Linked DNA regions of Mus musculus: regions 2, 3 and 4 are each linked to region 1. Evidence: chromatin contacts called from public HiChIP or PLAC-seq and Micro-C data. All regions are on one chromosome and are shown on one strand. Each heading gives the region's core, a stretch centred on a gene start, on an enhancer-like site or on the middle of the called end of the contact. The rest is flanking DNA. Distances are from core to core; before and after follow the strand shown. Region 1 holds the start of A830021M18Rik (a long non-coding RNA gene). Region 2 overlaps Gm10384 (a long non-coding RNA gene). Region 3 has its middle 8.5 kb from the start of Gm34529. Region 4 has its middle 12 kb from the start of Gm41299.

Region 1 (2,881 bases), core at 276-2,775:
AAGAGTAGAGAGCAGCGCCTGAAGCAGCGTTCTGTCTTCTAGCAACTCTGCTCAGGTTGGAGAGCAAGTGTGCTCCAGGCACTCAGGGCGGTGGGGCGCGCGCGAGAGATCACGCCGTGCCACAGAGCACTGGGTGGCAGGGTTGAGTAGGCGGGGCTGGGGGGCCGTAGCTGCAGCTGTGTCCTTGCTGCCAGAGCTCTAGTCAACTGGCTGCTGTGGAGTCAGGTCAAACAGGGAGGGAGACAGCAAGGGGGAATGTGGAGAGCTCAGGATTGTCAGGCAGCACCGCCCTGAACAGAGAGTGAGGGGCGGATGGAAAGTACGTGGTGGCGGCAGAATCAGGGGAGCAGGGAACCGGGAGTGGAGAGCAAGCAGCAAGAAAACGTGGGGTAGGGAATGGTCTACAGATCGCTAGCTAGAGAGTTGTAAAAGTTTGCTATTAAAGTTCCAGTAAACGGCCATTTAGAGTTATTCTTTGATGGGTATAGGGGCCAAATTTTAACCAGGAGACGTGCTAGCAAAGATATTCCCTTCTGGGTGAGAATAGGAGCAAGTGACTTCCCCGTTCCCCGGTGTCTCTAGTACAAATGTGATAGCTAGAAACAGAGGCAGCCAAAACAGATCACCAGCCACGCAGTGAACTAGCAGCTGAGCTGCGGGACCAGTGCACGAGCTGTGTGTGGGGCTCAGAGCCTGAGGGAGGATGGTTTGCCTAAGCGTAGGATTTTTTCAGCAGTGTGCAAGAGAAGCCAAGAGAAAAACCGTCAGAGAAAGAGAGACAGAGACAGAGAGAGCACTCACCCAGGGGTAGAGGTCCGAGAACGAAGCATCAGTAAGAAGACCAGGACACCACGGGGTGGCTGCAAGCTCAACAGCCCTCCCTTGGGACCAGAGGGCGTTTATGCTGACCAGTGAGAGTAGGGAGCTTTACCAATTCTCCAGTGCTTGGGTGGAGAGGTCTAGCAAGAGATCCATCCCATGGCTGCAAAGTCCATGTGGCAGCACGGAAATATGAGCTCATGCAACCTGTGAGTTTCTAAATCCCAGGCACAGCACCCGTGTTGGTAGAGGCGCTGTATGGTGGGTGAGGTGGAAGGGCTGCCTCCACAGGCCCCCGCTGAGGCATCCCCTCCCCCTGAGGCATGGTATGGAGTTTATTTAGGGCATGGGGAAGGTGGGAGGCAGAGAAAGGCGGGAGGTGGGGAGAGGAGAGGGAGAAGCAGGCCAGGAACACATGGGGAGAGGAAGGGGGGAGCGGGAGAAGGGGCAGGTAGTAAGAAAGAGGATCAGACAGCGAGGAAGAGACATGCAGACCCTTTTAGAGTGAGCCAGGCATACCTGGCTATTGCCAGGTCATGCCAACAGTAACTTCTGCTCTTTAGCAGCCTGTAGTGACATTAATTCTCTTTACATTTAGACAATTTAAGTGTCTAAAGATTGGTGACCCAACCAGGAGAGCAATAGCAAAGCATTATATGGCAAGCATTTGTACCACACTCCCTTGTGACATAGCCCAGCCCATCAAAGGTCTGTACCACACCCTCTTGTGACATAGCCCAGCCCATCAAGTACCAGCATCCTCCCAGGTGTATGTTAGCTTCCTCCAGCTGTGGGCCGCGTTGGGTGCCAGAAGTGCTTCTCTGTCCTCTGTTTCCTCCCTCAGGGTGTCCAGGCACCAGGCTTGAAGGATGAAGTGGAGTCTGGAACAGGTTGGGACTGGCTCTCAGTCCAGCTGAACTCACATGTGGGCATGGGGTGGAGGGCTTCACCAAGGAAGGCCTTCTCTGGCGATTTTAGTCTTACAGCTCTTTTAGATGACTCCCAATGAAGTGGCTCTTAGATGGTCTTCAGTGAAATAGCTGGTGCTCACTTACTTTATTTGGGTGGACAAGGGCTGTATATGAACTTTGGAGAGTGGAGAGGAGTTTTCAGGGTGAATGTTGATGACTGGCTGGAGCTCAGTGAACTGGGAACGCCTCTTTTGTGTGGAAAAGCTCTCCAGGAATCCCAGGTATTTGCTGGGCAGGTTCTTATGGGGTGTAGGGAGAGGAATTTGTAGGTTTGCCAAGGACCCCATTACCTTCCTCAGGTAGAGGATGGGGGGGTAGTCAGAGAAGTGGAAGCCCTGCTAGAAAAAGGGAATTCTCCATTTTGTGCTGAGCTCAGAGGAGCTACACAAAACATGGGGATGTTCCATTAGCTGAATGTTGCTAGAGGAGTGATCTTACACGCGTTCGCAACCGGCCAGGAAAGACGCAACAAACCAGAATCTTCTGCGGCAAAGCTTTATTGCTTACTCAGGAGCAAGAGAGGAAGAGCGCGGCAGAGAGAGGCAGAGAGGAAGAGAGAGAGAGAGAGACACAGAGAGACGCAGAGAGAGAGGCAGAGAGAGGGGCAGAGAGGGAGAGAGGCAGAGAGCAGAGGAAGAGAGCAGAGGAAAAGACGAAGAGGCGAAGAGATGAAGAGAAGAAGAAACGAAGAGACGAAGAGGCGAAGAGAAAGAGTGCCAGAACCCCGTCCCTTTTAAGGAGAATTATCCTCCGCCTAGGACGTGTCGCTCCCTGATTGGCTGCAGCCCATTGGCCCAGTTGTCATCACAAAAAAGGCAGAGCACATGGCGGGAAAACTGCCCCTGCACATGTGCAGATTATTTACTACTTAGAACACAGCTGTCAGCGCCATCTTATAATGGCAAATGTGAGTGCGGCTCCCCACAGAGTGAAGCCCAAAGACTTGTGTCAAGGTGCTCATGAGTCCAGCATGGGACAGTCTGGGAAAGCCGGAGTTTATGGAGTTTATAGGTCAGTGGTCTCCAGAGGTTGGCAGATGAAGATGCAGAATACAGGTTTCTTCAGCTATTCCTCATATTTTGAGGGTGGCA
Region 2 (2,755 bases), core at 235-2,734, 150 kb before region 1:
CACTCATGGAATGGAGTGCTCAGGAGAGTCCAGAAAGTCCCACCAGACTCAAGGAACCAGGGAAGTAGAAGCCACATAAGTCACAAGCTCCGATAAGTTCCGATCCTTCCTTTAAAACAGAATGTTGAGATTCAAAAGCGCTGGGCAGGGCAGTCAGGCTGCAGCAACTCTAATCCTGAGCCTTGGACCTGGGTACCAGAATGCTGGCTCGACAGAGCGGGATACAGCCACGGGCACAAAGGCTTTGGAGTTGAGGCTAAACTACCCAACTGCTACCTAAATATTGATTTAGAGGCCCAGCCAATCACTTCCCACAACACTGAAAAAAAAATCCTACTTCAGCTTCAGGAAGTGCTCCATCCACATTTTGCAATCTAAATCTCTTAAGTGAAATCACTTTAATGTCTGCACTTGTGTTGTTTCATGCCTTAAGGGTCAGCATCATTTTTATTGTGAACAACATGAGGAAAGGAATTTGGGGAGATTGCAAAAGGCTCTGAACAGAGCTCACAATCCAGCACACCACAGTTTTCCAGTGTCCACGGCTAGGCTGGGAGTACCTCGGGCAAAAACATCCACGAAAGAGGCAAGTGAGGGCCGAAACAGCCCACGCAGAAGCTCGCCATCAGGACTTTTTGTCACTCCCAGTGTCTGCTCTCTGGTGGATTATGGAAGGGATAGCTGTGGAGTTCTTTGGCCCTTGGCAAAACAGGACATTAGTAGCACACTGTGCAGATTCCTGCTGGAAGCAGCCCTGTCCCGTGTTCATCTCCACAGCTGCTCAAATCAATCCCTTGCCAGGCAACCGACCACTCTAAGAGTATCAGGACCCTTCCTCACTATGTCTGGCAGAAATAAGGACCTCTGCTTACTAATTCACTTCAAATCTAAGCAGATTCTAGGCTCCAAAAAGGCAAAAACCAAGGCTGAGTAGGGGTAAGACAACAGTGGGCACCAGAGAGCCTGCCGTGCAGGCTGGCTGGAAAGAGACTACTGAGAAAGCCAGCCCCCTAGGAAGGGCAGCTGAGTCCCAGCAGCATCTTTTAGCTGCTCCCCTCTGACCGGCCCACCTGTCACTGGGGTGTTTCATCTCTGTCCGAATTGGTTCAAAGAAGCATAAAGCAGAGAGACATGAGGCTAGACCCCCCCCCCCCAGCCGCAAGCTCATCTGGACCCAGCAGCAGCTCGCACTAGATGGCTTTATTTGCTCACAGGATTTCAGGGGACCCTAGGCTGAGTTAAGCTGAGGGAACTGACATGCAAATGGGTATTGTGCCAGAGCAAACTGATTCTGTAACCACCTCAGGGCCTGTTTATACGAGACCTAGAATCTTCTCTTTTGGCAACTCTCCAGCCTGCCCCGGCATGACTTAACACGGAAATTTGGTTTGATTTTTTTTTTAAAGCACTCTTTGGGATTCTATAGCTCTGCAGCAGGGCAGGCTCTGCACTGAATTATTGAACAGTGCGGATGTTTGCCTTCCCTGTGACAGCGTTTCCTCTCCGCAGCTCCTTGTCAGGCCACTCATTTCAAATATGCAGCAGGGCTGAGCCAGATTCCAGTCATGTTTGAACAGTTGCCAAGACTCCAGGGGCACCAGGCCTGTGGGGCTCCAGGGTCACGGAGACCTCAGCTTTTGGCACATGCATAGCTTGGTGACTTCTAGCTATTGTTCTGAAGGGATGAAATCTTAGCGGCATCGAAACCCCATACCATTAACCCTCCCCCAGCTTCTTCATCTGCTTTGCTATTTTTTGCTAATGGTACCAGCATCTCTCCAGTTGCCCAAATGCCTGCCTTGGCTACACCCTTAACCCTCAACAGGTGCTTGGTGTCAAGTTTGGTGCTGGTGCTTGTGAAACAGTTCCCAGTACTAGTCAGCGCACCCTATTCCCACTACTGGAGGCATTCAACAGCTAGATTTATTGCTGGTTGACTGGTTGGATGATTGGTTGTTTGAGCTGCTGTGCTGGGGCTCAAATCTGGAGTCTCTAGGCAAACATTGTCCCTAAGCTACATCTGCAGCCCTTCTTCCGGGTTCTTAAGACACTTTTCCAGTTAGCATCCCTTTACCCAATTCTTTGGCTGTAATCTCATCCTATTAATGTCCAACACCCATTTTTTAAATAAATATGAAGATATAGTCTGCTTTGCTTGTTGCTCAGTGAGAGTTCAATTTGGATGAATTCTGCTACCTACAACCTTGAAAACTTACTTGACCAGTAATGTAGGAATAATAGCATGAGAAGTAAAGATGATAAAGTGAGTGAGGGAGGTGGTTTGACATCAGATATCCAGGCAGTGCTGCAGAATGTTCAGTTTCTCCATATCTGATGCTTTGTAAACGCTGACTTCTGCTTTCAACTTTCTGGGGTTATTGTTCGTTGTTTTTGAGATAAGGTCTCAGGCTGGCCTGTATAGCCCTAGATGTTCTGGAATTTGCTATATAGGCCAGGCTGGCCTTGAACTCACAAGATCTGCCTGCCTCTGCCTCCCCAGTGCTGGCTTACAGGTGTGCACCACCACACCTGGGTCTCATCTTCATGGTTCAACCTACCTGGAATATCTTGTGAGATAAACATATGTTCTCCAAATGTGGCTGGCTGATGTGTTTGTGATTTATGTAAACCATTTTCTTTTTTTCTTTTGCTCTTCCTGCAGGGCTAGGGATTGAACTCAGGGCCCTATACGCATGAGAAGTGCTCTACCATCAAGCTGTACTCCAGTTCCATGGTATCTACAATCAAAGACTGT
Region 3 (2,945 bases), core at 417-2,916, 180 kb before region 1:
GGGGGTCCTTTTAGGGTCACCAGGCACCTCCCAAGTCAACACACATGTACTTAGACTCATTGTTTCCGGAGTGGGTTGGTTTCTGCAGCAAGAAATTCTCAGTCTCCTGCCAGCCAAGGTCAGGGGCAAGGGAGGAAGTTCATTTCTAATACAAATTCTGACCTCACTCCAGCTTCTCTCTGCATCTGACATCCCTAGCACAAAGTCTCTCTGGTCCAGTTTCTCTAATGAATAACTCCCTCTCCTGCTGGGTGGGGTGGGGGGCGGGGGAGAAGAGCTTGGCCCTTGCAAGTCTACTTCAAAATAACCTCTCTGTTTCAGGCTCCATCTGCTCCCTTCCTCAGCATCTCGTGTCTCAGTTCCTGAGACTTTCCAAGATTCTCTGGGTCTGGGCAGCTCACTTCTCTCTCCAGACCCTCAGCTTAGAGCTCACCTCTGGTAACTCTACCTCAGCTGTCTTCCCACACCAGGGCTCAAGGCTACATCTCCTTGTAGGTGAGGCTGGGAATCTGCCTATCCATCTTAAAACCCAGTCCCAGTAGCCTTCAAGTCAGGGAAAGCAGTCTTTCATGCTATGATGCCTTTTAAAGGGCCCAGACCTCTATAATAATAAAGGACATGAGGCATTTCTTAGCACCTACTGTGTGCCAGCCATTTTGCATAAATTATCTTTAATTTGAAAACTAGGTGTTCTTGTCCTCATTTTACAAACAAGAAAACTGAAACTCAGCAGAGTTCTATACTTAATTTGTGTTAGTTCATGCCCTTGACAATGGGAAGGCACTGATTAGAATCTGTTCCTATTCAGCTGCAACTTGACGGTGACAGTCGTAACTTCATTAAGCCTACCGTGATCACTCAGTGAGTGACCTTTGACATCAGTCACACCCACACACTACCATGCATCGATATTCTACAACGGAGAGGTCTCAGTTGGTAAAGTGATTATCTTGCAAGCCTGAGGACCTGAACTCACATTTAACCACATGCAAAAAATAAAAATTAAAATTAAAAAAAGCTGAGCATTGTGACACCAACTTGTAATCTCTGTGCTGGGAAGGCAGAGACAGACAGATCTCTGGGACTTGGTGACTAGCCAGTCTAGATCACTTGGTGAGTTCCAGGCCAGGGGATACCCTGTCTCAAAACAACAACAACAACAACAACAACAACAACAACAACAACAACAACAACAGGTAGAGAGCATGTGAGAAATGGCATTCAAGGTTCTCCTCTTCCTTCCACTCATGAAGCTACACATGTGTATGTGCACTTATACACACATGTGTACCTGCGCGCGCGCGCACACACACACACACACACAGAGAGAGAGAGAGAGAGAGAGAGAGAGAGAGAGACAGACAGACAGACAGACAGACACACAGAGAGAGAGACAGAGAGCTAGTGGCATCCTCCCAGGCTATGACTAAGCCTCCCTGGGCTAGGATATCCTGTTTAGTTAAGCCCATCTTTTCTATGGAAGGTGAGCCCTCAAAGAACCGGCTGGGCCCAGAACATACAGGGTGCAGCCCCAAGCTGACTTTGAGAGATCCCAGCTTAACAGGAAGCCTAATGACCGGCCTCCCTCCCCCAGCTCTGACTCCTGTTGAGTGTGGAGCAGAAGCAGAAGCAAGCGTAGCCATGGTGATGGCGGCAGTCTGCTGAGAGCCAGGGAGATGCGGGGTGGGGGTGAGAGGAAAAGGAGAGAGCAAGCCAGAGCAGGCACCGTGCAGAGGCTGGGCAAGCGGGTCTCTGGGAAGTTAGACATGAGGAGGGGAGGCTGGTTGGAGGGCTGGCTCTCCATCCCGCAGTATGCTGGTGCCCTGCCATGCCACCTCACCTGGGGTGGCCAGGGCAGCCTCTTGCTGGAATCATCTGCCTTGTCAGGCTCCAGAAGGGACACAGACCATTTGGAAAGGCAGGCAGCAAGGACATCTTCCTGCTTTCTGTCACTGTTCCCGCCCAACCATTTCCTCAGGTTTGCACCCTTCCTTAAGGGCTGAGCACGAGGATCCCATCCTTAGCACTGTTGACAGAGAGTGGAGAAGCCCCTGCCATGACTGCCCACCATGCAAGATGCCCTAACATATATGCGATGTACCCCAAAAGTCCTTCCTGTGCAGCCCTGCTCACGGCACAGAAACAGGTGATCATGGCCCACGTGCTCTGTGCTGACCTCCCCTCTGATCCTGCCCTAGCCTTTGCCTGCAAATCTCACTCTGAGCATCCATGGTTGAATCTCTCAAGGATCAGGAAAGCCTGCCCCCTGCCCTTCAGGTCAGGCACATCACAACCCAGGACCCAGAAACCTCACTCACTATGGTAGCCTTCTTCAGAACTGCCCTAGGTAGGGTATCTCTCTCTACAGGACTCTAGAGCCAGAAGGGCAGTGGCCAGCATTGCCTCAGATCTCACATTCCCTGTTTCTTGCACGCTGTCTGGAAAGAAGTCCTTGGGAAAGGGGGTAGGGCACGAGAGGGGAACTATCCATTTGCTCTGCTTGGAAAAGTAGCTGGAGTGTCTCCATCTGACCTCAAGGCCAAGAAGATAGCAAAAATCCTGAGGATGCCCAGGGGCAGGAGGGAAGATACAGTCTAAAGAGAGATGTGTGTGCTGCTTGAGCTATCAGACTTCTAAAGAAAGGCTTCAGGGAAACTGGGACTTCCCAGAAATCCCACATCGGCGTGGGGGTGGGGTGGGGTGGGGAGCCTAAAACTTGCTTCCAGACAGAGGAGGAACATGTCTCCTCTGAAGAGATTTCACACCCTTCTAACAATTCGTCAGACCGTCTTGGAGGACAGACTGGAACCAGAGTCCAAGTCAGATCAATAACAGGCAGGACCACACCTTGGCCAGGACTGTATAATTATGTGTCACACTTACCCTCTATTTGAACAGAAACCTCCTGTTAGTTCCCTGAACATGGATTTGAGGAAAGAGGGGAG
Region 4 (2,861 bases), core at 155-2,654, 130 kb before region 1:
CATGTCCACAGAGGTTTGACAGAGTAGGGAAGACAGCCCTGGGTGTGAGTGCACCAGAACATGGACTGGACAAAAAGGGCAACTGAGAGAGCACGGCACTGATTCTCTCTGCTGCCCAACTCCAGAGCTATCCTACCCCAGGTTCCTGTCATTAGAGCTGGAAGCCACTCTTGCCACCATACCTTCCTGGACGTGATGGACAGACCCTCAGGTTAGAAGTCAAAATCACACCACCACCCCTCAACTCAGGTTGGTTCCTCTCAGGTATTTTTTGCCACAGAGTAAAGAGGAATCCTCCTGAGGTGTAGTCAGTACACACTTGTCTAGAGAACCCTTTACAATTTGGCTCATGTATGTGGTGAGCAGACAGCCACTGAACATCCATATAGCAAGATGGGGACACACTTATACCCCAGTGAGCAATTTATGAGCTTGTTAACCAAGTGACCTAGCCTGGGAAGTCACATCCGATGATGTCTGTCACACTGTATCCATTAGAAAGGCACCCAGTTACATCTGAAGAGGAGGAATAAGCTGTGTGTGTGTGTGTGTGTGTGTGTGCACTTGCACGTGTGTGGTGGGGAGAATCTGATGATGGCAACAGTGTTACACATGCACAGGTGATGTCCTCATGTAGAGGTCAGAGGTCAACCCCAAGTGTCATTCCTCAGGGTACACTGGCTGGCTTTGTAGGCTATTGAAGTCTGGACAGAGGACATTGGTAAATCCCAGTTGTTCCATCTGAATGCTGGTAAGTCCTCTTAGTTCTCTGCCAAGACACAGATGGGAAAGAGAATTCTCTTCCCCCCACAAGAACTAGCCTTTCCTAGCCCCACATGGTTTGGAGGATAAAGTGTCCTGTGGCTATCCTATTGACCCCAGGCCTGCTGAGAAGGAGCTGTGCTCACTCCAGATGGCTGTAGGGCATGCAAAGCAGAAATCTAAGCAACTCACCCATTCTTGAGGAGGTCACATGCAGAGATCTCACCTCAGTCACCAGGGTTCCACAGGCAGGAACTCAGACCACACCCCACCAGGAGCTGCCCAGCCCAAGGGATGGTGAGATTTGCAGATCTCTGAATAAGGAAAGGAGGGAGGACAAGAAAACACGCAGGCTTGGGCATGGCCTACAGGAGCTGGCACACTGAAGAACACGTAGTTTTCTAGGACTCCCTTGCTGACGTTGACAGGGGTGTGACTTAAGGATAAGCACTCTAGTATGGTGTGGGTACTTAGGTGAGGAACTGACATTCTAATTCCTCTGCCCAGCCACAAAGCTGCAGAGGCCCAGGGCAGGTTGTGCATGGGCACCATGTCTGCATTTCTGAACTAGAGAAGGTGGTGACTAAGATCCCTGGGACAGGGGTGGAGCAAAGCCTGCTCAGGCACTGGCAGGAGATCAAAGGGAGGGCTATGCAGCTAGCTAGAAGCAGCATCCGCCGCTGTTGCCAACACAGTACAGCACACGTTGGCCAAAGATGGCTTCAATGACAGAATAAATGAAAGGCTCGACCCTGAATATGCTGGGCACCAAGGACTGTCACAAAAGTCAACCATCTCCAGGAGGATTCAGCAGGTGCACTCTGGATGTGAGAGGGAGTACCTACAGCTGTGTTTAGAGCCCTTGGAGCACTCAAAGCCCACATTCATTCTTAGAGGACAGTATCTTAAGATGTGTGGTGCAGAGGCCTGGCTGGGTAGACACACTCAGCCCGAGTCCCTGTTATGTCAAGCACTGGTTGTGTCTCAAAGAAGATTTCTTCATCTTCTGTTTTCTCACCAGTCAAAGGGCAGACTGAAGTGGGAAGAAGGTGGCTGGGATGAAAGAGTTAGCCCAGTTCCCAGCCTCTAGACAACAGTCAGCAAATCGCTGCTATTTTTATTGTTGCTATTTTTACCAACACTGTGGACAGCTGCTGCCAGTCTTTGTTTGGTTTGGTTGCCCAGCATTTCTTCCTTGGAGAAGCTGGCCTCTGCACCACGCACATGGCTCTGACGTTCAACTAATCCGAGGACCCCCAACCACTGCTCATTGGGAGTAGGCAAGTCACCAAGTCCCATCAGACAACCCTCCCAGGAACTGAAGCCTAAACACAGACACACAGGAAGTTTGTTCTGGCTGAATCACAGTGACTGGGAATCCGTGTTGAGCTCCCAGGGCTGTGCCTGCTGTCATCACTCCCAAGGTCTGAGTGTCGACTCAGTTCTCCACTGACTAACTGGGGCCCACATCCATTGAATGAACCCTTTGTTAGCCTAAGTCAGTAGAGCCCCTTCTAAGTTTTGTAGCCAATAATCCTTGCTAGACAAGTAAAAGATCCTTTGCTGATACCTCTACAGGATCCGAGTGAGAGTGAATGGATACGCCTCCTTCTTCCTCTCTTTCTTCATGTCAGGCTATCAGAACATACATACATATATACACACACATACACATACATGTATGTATATATATATATATACACATATATAGCATACACATAAATGTGTGTGTATATATGTGTATGCTATATATGTATATATATATATATATGCAGCTAAATGTTAAAGGGTTAGTAAGTACAAGAGAATGACTTGGTGGCCATCTGGTATAGACTAAATAAGGCTATATATGAGGACATAATATAAATTGATCTAAGATTTAAATGTATAAAATCTTATAGTGACTAGAAGGAAGCATAGGTGAGTCCGTTATAACTTTTAGGTCAGGGGAACCTTTTTAAGTATGACTCATTAAAAAAGAAATGTGGCCCATGCCTTAAGTCCCAGCACTTGGGAGACAGAGGCAGGCAGATCTCTGCGAGTTCAAGATCAGCCTGATCTACAGAGTGAGTTCCAAGATAGCCAGGGCTATGCAGAGA

What was found. A called contact is a pair of places that touch in the nucleus more often than the background predicts. HiChIP or PLAC-seq counts read pairs in DNA pulled down with a chosen protein or histone mark.
Region 2: a contact with region 1 is called in a Micro-C map of the G1E-ER4 cell line. The contact joins the enhancer-like site here to the promoter of A830021M18Rik in region 1. A contact is called at or near these places in 2 of 39 promoter capture datasets (the C10 cell line and the HPC-7 cell line), 22 of 484 Hi-C or Micro-C datasets (the AML12 cell line, the C10 cell line, the C2C12 cell line and 17 more) and 3 of 115 datasets of contacts at active chromatin or transcription factors (the 230-238 cell line, the HPC-7 cell line and pancreatic cancer cells).
Region 3: a contact with region 1 is called in a FOXA1 HiChIP or PLAC-seq map of pancreatic cancer cells. The contact joins the enhancer-like site here to the promoter of A830021M18Rik in region 1. A contact is called at or near these places in 5 of 484 Hi-C or Micro-C datasets (the C2C12 cell line, the G1E-ER4 cell line, the N1E-115 cell line and 1 more), 6 of 115 datasets of contacts at active chromatin or transcription factors (embryonic stem cells, kidney, large pre-B cells and 2 more) and 1 of 9 other capture datasets (embryonic stem cells).
Region 4: a contact with region 1 is called in an HNF4G HiChIP or PLAC-seq map of pancreatic cancer cells. The contact joins the enhancer-like site here to the promoter of A830021M18Rik in region 1. A contact is called at or near these places in 6 of 484 Hi-C or Micro-C datasets (LSK cells, the N1E-115 cell line, brown adipocytes and 3 more) and 2 of 115 datasets of contacts at active chromatin or transcription factors (the 230-238 cell line and pancreatic cancer cells).

The regions. Positions count from the first base shown.
Region 1 is chr15:36,724,889-36,727,769 of GRCm38.p6, reverse strand. It overlaps A830021M18Rik (a long non-coding RNA gene), which reads right to left and starts at 1,525. Exons shown (of 3, transcript XR_875150.3): 1 at 802-1,525. It overlaps Gm41297 (a long non-coding RNA gene), which reads left to right. Exons shown (of 3, transcript XR_875152.2): 1 at 1-55.
Region 2 is chr15:36,872,325-36,875,079 of GRCm38.p6, reverse strand. Gm10384 (a long non-coding RNA gene) reads left to right here. Exons shown (of 2, transcript XR_875155.3): 2 at 2,663-2,755. Among named protein-coding and RNA genes, the nearest start is that of Gm41299, 6.0 kb to the right of the region's middle. Within about 2 kb of position 1,484, at least 113 of the 459 cell types and tissues checked have an H3K27ac peak or open chromatin away from gene starts, as enhancers often do. A contact at or near this core is called in the C2C12 cell line, the G1E-ER4 cell line, the HL-1 cell line and 6 more, where this site is marked.
Region 3 is chr15:36,900,667-36,903,611 of GRCm38.p6, reverse strand. No RefSeq gene overlaps it. Among named protein-coding and RNA genes, the nearest start is that of Gm34529, 8.5 kb to the left of the region's middle. Within about 2 kb of position 1,666, at least 145 of the 459 cell types and tissues checked have an H3K27ac peak or open chromatin away from gene starts, as enhancers often do. A contact at or near this core is called in the G1E-ER4 cell line, the N1E-115 cell line, group 2 innate lymphoid cells and 1 more, where this site is marked.
Region 4 is chr15:36,854,269-36,857,129 of GRCm38.p6, reverse strand. No RefSeq gene overlaps it. Among named protein-coding and RNA genes, the nearest start is that of Gm41299, 12 kb to the left of the region's middle. Within about 2 kb of position 1,404, at least 126 of the 459 cell types and tissues checked have an H3K27ac peak or open chromatin away from gene starts, as enhancers often do. A contact at or near this core is called in brown adipocytes and pancreatic cancer cells, where this site is marked.